Linked DNA regions of Mus musculus: region 2 is linked to region 1. Evidence: chromatin contacts called from public HiChIP or PLAC-seq data. All regions are on one chromosome and are shown on one strand. The core of a region is the stretch at or near the end of the contact, and the rest is flanking DNA. Distances in the headings are between cores, read along the strand shown.

Evidence for each region. HiChIP or PLAC-seq counts read pairs in DNA pulled down with a chosen protein or histone mark.
Region 2: an H3K27ac HiChIP or PLAC-seq map of embryonic stem cells shows a contact between it and region 1, with 8 read pairs. The contact joins the enhancer-like site here to the promoter of Rptor in region 1. A contact is called at or near these places in 1 of 15 datasets of contacts at CTCF or cohesin (CD8 T cells), 2 of 484 Hi-C or Micro-C datasets (the G1E-ER4 cell line and embryonic stem cells), 7 of 115 datasets of contacts at active chromatin or transcription factors (the SCID.adh cell line, bone marrow-derived macrophages, cardiomyocytes and 2 more) and 3 of 9 other capture datasets (adipose tissue, liver and pancreatic islet).

Annotation. Positions count from the first base shown.
Region 1 is chr11:119,601,474-119,604,173 of GRCm38.p6, reverse strand. It overlaps Rptor (regulatory associated protein of MTOR, complex 1), which reads right to left and starts at 1,269. Exons shown (of 34, transcript NM_028898.3): 1 at 203-1,269. The coding sequence starts at 364.
Region 2 is chr11:119,660,268-119,662,967 of GRCm38.p6, reverse strand. The region is part of intron 2 of Rptor (regulatory associated protein of MTOR, complex 1); the gene reads right to left. Among named protein-coding and RNA genes, the nearest start is that of Rptor, 59 kb to the right of the region's middle. Within about 2 kb of position 1,382, at least 38 of the 459 cell types and tissues checked have an H3K27ac peak or open chromatin away from gene starts, as enhancers often do. A contact at or near this core is called in the G1E-ER4 cell line, embryonic stem cells, liver and 1 more, where this site is marked.

The DNA.
Region 1 (2,700 bases), core at 20-2,519:
CCCCCCTCTGAATTAAAACTCGTTTTTAACGCTACTCGGTGAGAAGAGACTAGCCAAAACCCGAGTCTGGAATAGCTTTTTGGATTTTAGTGCAACATGTGTCTTCGAAATACCCGCATCCTTCTAAAAAGGCTGTCCTTGCTCAGAACTTTCTTAGTTGGAAAACTACGAACTCAAAAAGGTGCCATGAGAAGCCACTCACCCGATCCTTCATTCTCCAGCTCTGCGCTAAAGATTTGGAGCCTTCGATTTTCTCACAATGTCTTTTCTTCATAAAAGCCAAAGGCAAGTTCCAATCTGTAAGGTCCGCCTCATCTTCCTCCCCGAGTCCCATAAGAGGCGACTGCAGCATCTCCGACTCCATCAGGGGAGGAGGGGGAGGGGGAGTCCTTGGCAGCAGGCGCTCGAGAACCTCCAGCCTTAAAAACTAGTGTGGACCAGAACTGGTAAAATAAAATACGGGAAAACGGGAAGCTGGGAATAGAGACGGCGGCAGAGCGTTCGAAGATCCTTATTGAGGCTAAACCTCGGAGATCTTTATCTCGAACTCTGAGCGCGAAGTTGGAGGGGGCGGGGTGGGTGGCGAGCCCGTGGGTACCCAAGCCCGCAGGACCCGGACGAGCGGCGACACGCGCGCCCGGTCGCCGGCCCCCGCAGCTCTGCAGGCCGTCAGGAGGGCGGCAAGCGGGACTGGCGGAGGCGGGAGAGACTTCAGGCCCGGCGATGACCCGGCTCTCGGCCTCCAACGCCTCAGTGGCTCCCGGCGGGCAGGCCGGCCCGCTCGCAGGGCGGCTTCTCCGACTGTGCTGGCCCGGCTGAGGCCTCAAGGGATCGGGATCGGGGGGCTTCGGGGCTCGCCCAGCGGCTCTCAGCCCTGCGGGTCCCGCACTCGCCTGAGGGGCTGCAACCTGAGCCAGGACCGGCCCATCGTGCCCGTCCGCAGCCGGGCTCCTCAGCCACCGGGCCGCGCGGCCAGGCCCGTGCTGGCCTTCTGCTTCGTGGCTCTCTCCTACCCAGGAACGAGTCCCGATACACACGCGACACGGGCCCGCGGACAGCACAGGGACACTGGGCTTATTAGGTCAGGGGAGTTTTGCCCTCTGCTCTGGAGCCACAGTGAAAACTCCTCTCATCAGCACATCAAGGAGGACGCCATATTGCCAAGGCCCAGCATGCACCGCTATCTACGGCGCGTCCAATAAGCCAAACCTCTTCGAGCGTTCTCACCGCTCTACCCCTGCTAGGGCGTAGAGCTCGGTGTTCCGTCCTCCCTTCCCCCACGCCGTTACCGAGGTTACCACGTCTTTTCTCCTTAGTTGATCTCCACTAGTAAAATAGACCATTTGCGATTGAAACTATGTCCGTTCAGTTATTTTTAAAAGCTTTTTGCTACTACAAACAAAGCTTCGTGCCTTGATATTAAAGAAAGAAACCACTTGGTTTCGTCATGATTTTAAAAGGTGGTATTTTTAAAAAGCCTCAGAAAAGACCATTGATATTAGACACATAAGACTATCGGGACTTTCTTTTGATATTTCCACTTTTAAAAGAGACCGATTTCATCGATTACGAATTTTTTGTCTGATATACTTTATTTCCTGAACAGTATATTCTTATTTTGCTACAGTTTCATGTGCAAACGTCTAAAGCTGCCCACAGAAGCAAGCCTCCCTGCTGTTGACTTCTCTGGTTCAGTTCAGTAAATCTCAGATATTGACACACTCTGAGAACTGCTTTGGTGCAATGGAAATATAAAGTAAATGTAACGAGGTGCCAGCCTTTCGTAACCAGGGTGCGAGTGAGACACTTTTTGGTTTTTTTTGGTTTTTGGTTTTTTGTTTTTTTGTTTTTTGGTTTTTTTTTGTTTTTTTTTTTTTTTTTTTTTTTTTTGGTTTTTCAAGTCAGGGTTTCTCTGTATAGCCCTGACTGTCCTGGAACTCACTTTGTAGACCAGGCTGGCCACCACCGCCCCGGTTAGTGAAACACTCTTAACCTTTAGCTAGAGTTCAGTCAACAACTGAGCCCACCTTCAGCTTTGGTGTTAGGGGAGCCTCTGTTAGTCAATGTTACTAATTTCAAGCTGCATTTTCTCAGTCTTAGGTTCCTGAACCATAAAGTTTGGATAATATTAAAGAATATTACTAAAAGGATAAAAATTTAGCTTGTAAAGATGCCCAGGCCAGCCTAAGCTACAAAATAAGACCCTTTCTTTAAAAAAAAAAAAAAATCCACTTTAAGAGAAGGGTTGAAAGCTGGGCCTGGTATTTAATCCCAGCACTCTGGAGGCAGAGGCAGGAGGATCTCTGTTAGTTGGAGGTCAGCCTGGTCTACAGAGCTAGTAGTTCCAGAACAACCAGAGCTACAGAGAGAAATCCTGCCTTGAAAAACAAACAAACAAGATGTGAAGGCATTGCAAGCCACCACTGAGAGTGAGCTCTGACTGATCCTGGTATGTTTATAAAAAGATAAAGACAGAAAAAATATGTTCTATGGGGGGAGGGGGAGGAATGGGGAAAGGGGGTTCCTCCGTAGACCCATGCTGAGGCATTCCTTCCCCCTGAGAGACCAGCCACATGTATAGAGTAGAGTTTATTCAGGGCATGGGGAGGGGAGTTAAGAGGGTAGTAGAGGCAGAGAAAGGGAGAGAGAAGGATAGAGTAGAGAAGTAGAGGTGAGCCATGGCCTTGAGCACATGGAGAG
Region 2 (2,700 bases), core at 133-2,632, 59 kb before region 1:
TCCCACAAATTCCTATCTTGGAATATAAACTCCAAGCATGACAGTGCCAGGATGGGGAACAGGAAGAGACTAAGTAGCAGGTGCCTAAAACGGGGAAGAGAGACTTTATTAAAAGGGCTGCAAGTTAGGTGGTGGTGGCACTAAGGAGGCAGAGCAGGCAGATCTCTCTGAGTTCAAGACCAGCCTGGTCTACAGAGCAAGTTCCAGGACAGACAGAACTACACCAAGAAATGGGGGGGAGGGGTATTAATTAAAGGGTGGGGGAGTTGGAGCTGGAAACAACTAGCTAGCCCCTTTGCCCTGTCCTACCAGGTGAGGATGTTCAAGGCAACAGCCTGGAAGCAGAAACGAGACACACCATCTGCTACATGTGGACCTTGAGTTTTACAATCTACAGAACTAGGAACTGTAAATTTCCGTTGTTTACTAATTACCTAGTATTAATTATAGCATAACAAAGTAGAAGTTTTAGGGTGTTGAGACATGACAAAAAAAGCCCCTGTCCAGGTCTCTGCATGGAGCTGATCCCAGGGTCCCAGTCAGTGCCCCTGAGTCATAAGGAAGGTGGCACTATCAGCTCCTCTCAGGAAGACAGAGACTCAAAGCATCCCAGCAGGCAGAGTGAGCCTGGGGGAACGAAGCCGGGGTCTTAATGAAATCTTGGTTCTCTGACTGCTAAGACCTGGCATGTAACACTAGTCTGTAGCCTACTACATGGTCACATGCATGACAGTCACAGGATGGCAACTAGTCCTACGGGCGACTTGCTCGGATACTGCAAGCAGCCCTCCACCTCCCATCGCCTCACTAGCTGTCCTAGACAGGGTTTGTATTCCTGCACAAACATCATGACCAAGAAGCAAGTTGGGGAGGAAAGGGTTTATTCAGCTGACACTTCCACGTTGCTGTTCATCACCAAAGGAAGTCAGGACTGGAACTCAAGCAGGGCAGGAAGCAGGAGCTGACGCTTGTTTCCCCTGACTTGCTCAGCTTGCTTTACTTTCTTTTTTTTAAAGACTGTTGTGCTGGGCAGTGGTGGCGCACGCCTTTAATCCCAGCACTTGGGAGGCAGAGGCAGGTGGATTTCTGAGTTTGAGGCCAGCCTGGTCTACAAAGTAAGTGCCAGGACAGCCAGAGCTACACAGAGAAACCCTGTCTCGAAAAAAAAAAAAAAAAAAAAAAAAGACTGTTGCTGTCTTCAGACTCAAGAAGAGAGTACCAGATCCCATTACAGATGGTTGTGAGCCACCATGTGGTTGCTGGGATTTGAACCGAGTCAGTGCTCTTACCTGCTGAGTCATCTCGCCAGCCCGCCTCAGCTTGCTTTCTTATAAAACCACCAGCCCAGGGATGGCTCCACCCACAATGGGCTGGGCCCTCCCTGCTTGATCACTAATTGAGAAAATGCCTTCCAGCTGGATCTCTGGCCTTTCTCTGGGATAGCTCCAGCTGTGTCAAGTTGACACACAAACACATCACTATTAAGCCTCAACCCTTACTTTCTTATTCATCCCAAGATCTAAATAATTTTAAAAGTCCCACAGTCTTTGCAAATTCTTACATATTAAATTTTCAATCCCCTCAAAATACCCAATCACTTTTGAAATTCAAAGTCTTTCTACAGTTCGACATCTCTTAACTATGGGCTCCACTAAAATATTTTTCTTACTTCAAGAGGGAAAAATATCAGGGAACAGTCACAATCAAAAGCAAAATCAAACTCCAACTGTTCAATGTCTGGGATCCACTCACGACCTTCTAGGCTTCTCCAAGAGCCTGGGTCACTCCTCCAGCTCTGCCTTTTGTGGCACACACCTTGTCTTCTAGGCTCCGGCTGCCTGTGCCCCACTGCTGCTGCTGTTCTTGATGGTCATCTCATGGTACTAGCATCTCCAAACCACTGCTGTCTTCTACAACTAGGCTTCACCAATAGCCTCTCATAGGCTCTCTTCATGGTGCTAAGTCCCAAATCCTTTGCATGGCCCCTTCAGTCCTGGGCCATCAACTGCAACTGAGGCTGCACCTTCACCAATGACCTCTCCTGGCCTCTCACAGTGGCAAGCATCAGCTGCTCTTCATGACCCCTTTGTGCCTTCAAAACCAGTACCACCTGGGTGACTCTTACACATTACCGAGTCAAGCTGTATCATGAGGTACAACCTTGGCTACCTCTGGAACATAACTTTTTTGTGCTCTCAGAAAACACTTCCCAGAAGATTTTACCTCAGTGATCTTAATCACCGCTAATTTCTTAGCTCCAGCTAACCAGCACCAATAGTCCCAGTAATGCAAAGGTTTTGCTTTAGTAGTTCTGGTATCTTGTTAATCACAGCTGATTCCTCAGCCCCAGCTAACCAAAACCACAGAATCTTCACAATCAAAACAGCAATGGCCCTGAAAAGAGTCTTTAATTTTCCCTCTGAAATTTCACAAGCCAGGCCTCTATTGTTGGCAGTGTTTTCAACATTATCTTCCAAGCTCCTACAGAACATCCCGCAGAGCTCTTAACACCAAATGGATCTTCTAACCCAAAGCTCCAAAGTCCTCCTCAAAACATGGTCAGGTTGTCACAGAAATACCCTACTATGCTGGTTCCAATTTCTGTCTTAGTGAGGGTTTTACTGTGTGAACAGACACCATGACCAAGGCAAGTCTTATAAGGACTTTAATTGGGGCTGGCTTACAGGTTCAGAGATTCAG